2 separate regions of the Mus musculus genome follow, and region 2 is linked to region 1. A link is a contact called in public Hi-C data. All regions are on one chromosome and are shown on one strand. The core of a region is the stretch at or near the end of the contact, and the rest is flanking DNA. Distances in the headings are between cores, read along the strand shown.

What was found. A called contact is a pair of places that touch in the nucleus more often than the background predicts.
Region 2: a contact with region 1 is called in a Hi-C map of cerebellum, with 2.0 times the contacts expected there. A contact is called at or near these places in 2 of 39 promoter capture datasets (hippocampal neurons and maxillary cranial neural crest) and 1 of 484 Hi-C or Micro-C datasets (cerebellum).

The regions. Positions count from the first base shown.
Region 1 is chr19:22,636,244-22,639,307 of GRCm38.p6, forward strand. All of the region lies in intron 1 of Trpm3 (transient receptor potential cation channel, subfamily M, member 3), which reads left to right. Among named protein-coding and RNA genes, the nearest start is that of Mir204, 110 kb to the right of the region's middle.
Region 2 is chr19:23,139,221-23,142,598 of GRCm38.p6, forward strand. Klf9 (Kruppel-like factor 9) reads left to right here and starts at 2,006. Exons shown (of 2, transcript NM_010638.5): 1 at 2,006-3,039. The coding sequence starts at 2,535.

The sequences.
Region 1 (3,064 bases), core at 483-2,982:
AGGATGATTTTATTCTAGAGAAAACTGATATTTTCTCTCTGACTCTGTCTCTGTCCCTCCCTCCCTCCATCCCTGTCTCCCTGTCTCCCTGCCTCCCTTCTTCCCTCTCCCACTGCAATGATTGCTAAATTTTATGGATGGCATCATGTTCTTTGTTTCTCTTTTTTTATTAATTATAAAATATAATTACATCATCCCCCTTTTCTCCTTCCAAGGCCTCCCATTCACTCCCCACTTCTTATGGAATCCATGGCATCTTATTCTTTAATAGTCAAATAAATTTATAAATACAACCTACTGAATCTGTTTAGTGTTGCTTGCTTATATTTTTCAGGGCCAACTACTTGGTATTGGATAACCACAGGGTGCTCATCACTGTAGGAAAATAGCTCTCTCTCTCTCTGTCTCTCTCTCTCTCTCTCTCTCTCTCTCTCTCTCTCTCTCTCTCTCTCCCACCCCCTGGCATTTTTAATAGCCTTTAGCTTTTCATCAAGACAGTGGGGTCTTGTGAAATGTCTCCTGTTCACACTGGCATGTTTACCGGTGTTAAGGTAATGCGGGGCCTGTTTAAGAAGGCATATTGTTATTGCTTCGTATTCTTGACACCATTTACAGACACCTGCATTGCTTGATGGGCAAATAAACACTAAGCTATACCTTCACAAACAGATATCAGTCATGGATAGACATAATAAAGACAAGTAGAATAGAAAAATAAGGGAATGAACAAAATATCCCAGGAGTGCAAGAGAAGGTAGGTTTAATTCTGGCTGAGGAAAGCGATAAAGAGATATTATGTTGAGCATTCAAGAAACCACTTAGCATTCAAGAAACTACCAAGTGGGACTAGAGTGACAGCATGGTCAGTGATGGACTTCCTTCACCAGCATGAAGAGTTGAGTTAGATCCCAGTGCCCACAAACCAGCTCTCTTCCCCCAAAAACAAAGTAGATGGCTCCGAGGTTAATTTATGACCTCCATACGCACATGCATGTGTGCATGTGTGCACAGATGAAGGCTACTAAACAGGTATTAGGAGGTTGAGTAGTAGGTGCGGAGGGCTCTTCCTGTGGGAATGGAACATTCCCTGTGGGAAAATTATTTGCTGAGAGGGGACCTGTTTCTTAACCAGGGCTGTCTGACTACAGCATCAAGTGACCAATGAAGAGAAATGAATGTTCAAGCTGGAAAAAGTGAGGTCATGCGGGGAATTGGCCTGCATGCTTAGCTGTTTGAAATTTCATTCTTAGCAAATGAGAAGCTCTTAGAGGATTTTTTTTTCACTTAGTCTGATAATCTTGTGCTGTAGGAAAATTACTGAGCAAGGTGGGATGCAGAATGTTGGAAAGAAAAGAGACCGGCTACAGAAAGAATGACAGACAGACACTTCCCACTGGGTGTCCACAAACAAGGAAGAGATACTGAAGACTTCGATGTGATCAACTGCAATGGATAGGCAAAGGAGTGGAGTCTCTCATTTTGTTCTTGAAACTCTGGTGCAGTTTTTTAGATGTTTTGAGGGAAATCTTACATTACCTGGGGCATTCCAACAAACACATGAGAAAAATATGAGAAACTTGTACAGTGTCTTCCCCTATGGCTACCATCAGGCATTACATATTCCTCATCATTATTTTCATGTGCAAACAAGGACATGTATTATTTAAACTCCAGAGTTCAGAATGCACCAGCCTCATACCCTCTTTGCCAGTAGGTGTTCCTCTCTACTCAGAGTTCTGACTGGCTTCACTCTACAACTGCAGATTGTCCAAGCCAGGGCTCTCCACTAGTTAGAGGTCTAGATCGCTTACTGCACTGCTCTTCTTATTTCTTTTTAAAAATTCTATTGGTTTATATTAATTATACAATATGACGGGTTTTATGAAGACAGTTTTCCTTAAGTGTGTCATGGACTGTAACCAAATCATTTACTATATCCCCACCTTCCTCTCCCACTCTTCCTAGTATCTCTTCTCCCCATTATCCCTCCTGCTTTTATGTCACATGTATATGTGTGTGTTTATATGTCTATATACAATCTAGGATCAACATATGAAAGTAAACATGTATTATCTGAATTTGGATTGGTTTACTTTAATATGATGATGCTGTATCACATCAATTTTCTAGAAAAACTCGTAATTTTATTCTTCTTTACAGCTAAACACATACTTTTCTTTAACCATTGACCTGTCAGTGGACAGCTAGGCTGAGTCCATAATTTGATAGCTGTGAACAGTGTTCTGATAAACGTGTGTGTGTAAGCATCTCTCTGGCACGCTGACTTGGAGCCCTTCAGGAGTACATACACCCAGGAGTGGTAAAGATCAGCCATATGCTAGTTCTAATTTTAGTCATTTGAAGGACCTAGATACTGATTTCCACAGTGGCTTGGCTAGTTTACAGTTCCACCAGCAGAGTAGATATGGCACTGTAATCTCATCTTGGCCAGAATTTGTGTTATTTAATGACTGCCATTCTGACTTGAAAGAGATGGGACCTCTGAGTTTTTATTTGCATTTCCCTGATAACTGAGGGTGATCTGCATGTCATCGTGTATTTATTGGGCATGTTAACTTCATCTTTTGAGAGCTTTTTATTCACTTCATTAGTCCATTTGTTGATTATGTTGTTTGTGTTTCTAGTAGTGTTTTGTTTATTTTAGTTTGATGTGGGGGGAGGTTGGGGTGTTGTTGTTTAGATATCCTAGATATCTCTGTTATATATAAACAACAATCTTTTTCTCCCATTACATTGGCTGTCTTTTCAGTCAATTATCTTGCTTTTTAGAAGCTATCAAATTTCATGCCATCCTCTTAATTAATTGTTGGTACTTTTCTGAGTTGCTGTCTTTTAGAAAGTCCTTTACATGTCAATATCTTGAAGTCTTTCCCTATACTTTTCTATAACAGCTGAAGAGGCTCAGATCTTACATTAGGGTAGTTGATCCATTTTACATTGATTTTGAACAGGTAAGACATAGGCATTTAGTTCCATCTGTTACATGAGACTATCCAGTTTTGCCAGCATGATTTGTTGAAGATGCTGTCTTTTCTCCAATGTG
Region 2 (3,378 bases), core at 756-3,255, 500 kb after region 1:
ATTCTCTCTATATCTATATATGAATCATATACATATATATATATATATATATATATATATATATATATATATATATCACATGGATGTCATAAGGGTCTTGGGCCTGGGTCCTGCATGAAGCATGTCCTCTGTACTCTCATGATGTGATGTGATGGCAGTGATATTTCTCCATGGGTTAGCACTTCCTGTTATATTTGTTCTTTTCCCAGGAAATGACCTTGTGTGGTGTCTTTCCTGCATAACTTTAAAAGTCAAAATAATTTACCCTACCCTTCAAACTGGAAGGGTTCTTCTGAGACCCCCCCAGAGAACCCGGTGGAGGTATCCAAAACATTAAGGGTTAACCACGAGTGGGAAAGTTGGGGTTAGATATTGTGAAGTTAGTGTCTCATAGAGAAAAAGTGCCTTTCATACTCAGGATAAATGGAGGGATTTTTTTTGGGGGGGGGTTCGAGACAGGGTTTCTCTGTGTAGCCCTGGCTGTCCTGGAACTCACTCTGTAGACCAGGCTGGCCTCGAACTCAGAAATCCGCCTGCCTCTGCCTCCCGAGTGCTGGGATCAAAGGCGTGCACCACCACCGCCAGGCAATGGAGGGATTGTAAACCCGCAGTGTTGACTGTATGCCCTGCTGTAGATCCTTAGCTATCATGATGGAAAACAACCCAGCACTCATCTCAGGAAGAAGCACACTGAGTTCATCAGACTCCCAACCCCACACTAATTGTTGACCAAGTAAAGCCACAAGATTCAGTTGTTAAGGCTCTCTGGATGATTCCAGTTCTCAGGACTATTTAACACAGTTAATATTTCACAGGGGTGGCTCCTCTAAAGCAGAGTCAGGAATCGGGAACCCTGTGCTTTTTTTTTTTTTTTTTTTTTTTTTTTTTGAGTTCTGCGGTCGTCTACCTGATAAGGTAGACCAGTCTTGTTCTCTACAATTGTGAAGCAAGAGGAAGGAAAGGCTTGCCCAGCAGGAACAGGGAGGAGTCCCTACAAAGAAAAGGATTTTTTCAAGTTATGCAAATGCAATGTCTTATTGGTCTCAGTTTATGGGTTAAGATAGCTTCAAGACAGAGCGAATTTAGAGTCAAAGGCGCCCAAGGAAGTAGGAGGTTTAGCAAAATGCCAAGATGGCGGTGCTTTTGTGTAAGAACCATTTAATACGGAACCGGATCTTTTGTTAGCTGTGAAAAATTTTAGATGAATTTCTCTTGGTTAATGTGTGGGGTGAAAGAACTTTTAAACATCTAAGTGCTGCATTCCAAACAAGAACGAATTGATGCTGTCTCATCCGAGTCTGTCCTTGGACAACGTGGCCTGCCATATCGAGGGTTTAAAATTTGACTCACACTTAGTTTATTAAGCACCCCGTCCTTCCATCTATATTTTAGAGTTAGCACCAGCAACACAAATATGAAAAGATCTGTCCGATTCACTTCTGCTCCGCAGGTTTACAAGTGTCGGGCGCTTCCTTTTGGAACGCCCTTCTGATTGGCTGAGCCAATGCCAGTGACATCAACCAACTTACTTTTGATTGGAAGCCTGGTTGCTGGGACTGTAGCGTTTGCAGGAAGTCACTTAACTGTTTGAGGGCTGGGAACCCGAAGTTGAAGTTCTGTTTCGTCCCTAGGGATGGGCGTAACTGCCTAGGGGAGAAGCGTTCCCAAGCCACGCCAGCTGGCACGTGGGCCGGGAGGCGTAGGCGCGCGCGCGGTCTGGGCGGCATCTGCGGGGATGCGCAGCCGCTGGTTGCCGGGCTCCGAGCAGTTTCCCTTTTAAATGTCAGCGTTCGGGGCTGGAGGGGCAGCACGCGGCGGCGGAACGGAACGGTCGGATTGGCCGCGCGCCGTAGTTCTAGACGCACCTCTCCACCGAAGGGCCCTTCTGACTGGCAGGGGGAGAAAGTAAACAGAGTTGAATCACCCTCCCCACTGGCCAATTGGAGGGGGCCTGGATTGTGACGTGATGGGATTCTGCGAAATTGTTACTGAGCTGGAGAATGCCGGAGAGGCGCGGCGCGGCAGGACCAGGGGCTCAGCGGCCGTCGGCGGACGCGGGAAGAAGTGTCTCGTAGGCGCGGAGCCCCACTCAGCCCCGGCCCCCCTCGTCCGCGTACTCGGCTGATGCCCCGGGGCGTCAGCTCGGCGGAGAGGCGGTCGAGGACGTGCGCCTGGCTCGCAGTTGGCTTTCTCTGGGACTCCGACACGTTTGCAGTCGAATAAACTTGCGACCGCCACGTGTGGCATCTCTCCGAGGAGGGCGCGCCCATCGTGGGATCGCGCGGGGCGCCGGGCAGGGCGGCGGCGACAGCGGCGGAGCCGGCCGCGGCTGCTGCGTGCGGAGGCGCTGCCGGTTACGTAAAGATGAGGGGCTGAGGTCGCCTCGGCGCTCCCGCGAGTCGCAAGCTCCCGCGCCCCCGCCCCCTCGGCCGCGCCGCACCGCGCTCGTCGTCCGAGGCCAGGGCAGGGCTAGCCGAAGCTCCGCAGCCACCTTCAAGTTTGGCCGCACCGCCCGGGCTGCCGTCGCCCGCACCATGTCCGCGGCCGCCTACATGGACTTCGTGGCTGCCCAGTGTCTGGTTTCCATCTCCAACCGCGCCGCCGTGCCGGAGCACGGGGGCGCTCCGGAAGCCGAGCGGCTGCGACTACCTGAGCGCGAGGTGACCAAGGAACACGGTGACCCGGGGGACACCTGGAAGGATTATTGCACGCTGGTCACTATCGCCAAGAGCTTGTTGGACCTCAACAAATACCGACCCATCCAGACCCCCTCGGTGTGCAGCGACAGTCTGGAGAGTCCCGATGAGGATATAGGATCCGACAGCGACGTGACCACCGAATCTGGGTCGAGTCCTTCCCACAGCCCGGAGGAGAGACAGGATTCTGGCAGCGCGCCCAGCCCACTCTCCCTCCTCCACTCTGGAGTGGCTTCGAAGGGGAAACACGCCTCCGAAAAGAGGCACAAGTGCCCCTACAGTGGCTGTGGGAAAGTCTATGGAAAATCCTCCCATCTTAAAGCCCATTACAGAGTGCATACAGGTTAGCGGCGTCGCCTCTCCCCCGCTTCGGGCTTTAGCTAACCTTTGGCCGGCCAGCATTCCTGGGCGCCCAGGACACCGCACTCGGCCTAGAGGCTGCAAACATTTTGGAGAAGATGCTGCTTAACTCCTGCACTCTCTCCTTACTTGGCTCCAACCTTTAGGAGCCACCCGAACCCACCCCCACCCCCCCAACCGCCGCTCTGAGCAAGTGGCTTGCGTGGCTCGGCCTGGAGCCGGCCCGCCCCTCCCTTACCCGCCCCGCCCCCGGGACTCCGTACCCCGCCGCTGCGGGGTCGCCCCACCTGGGGAGACGCTGGGGGGTAGGGTAGTCAAATGG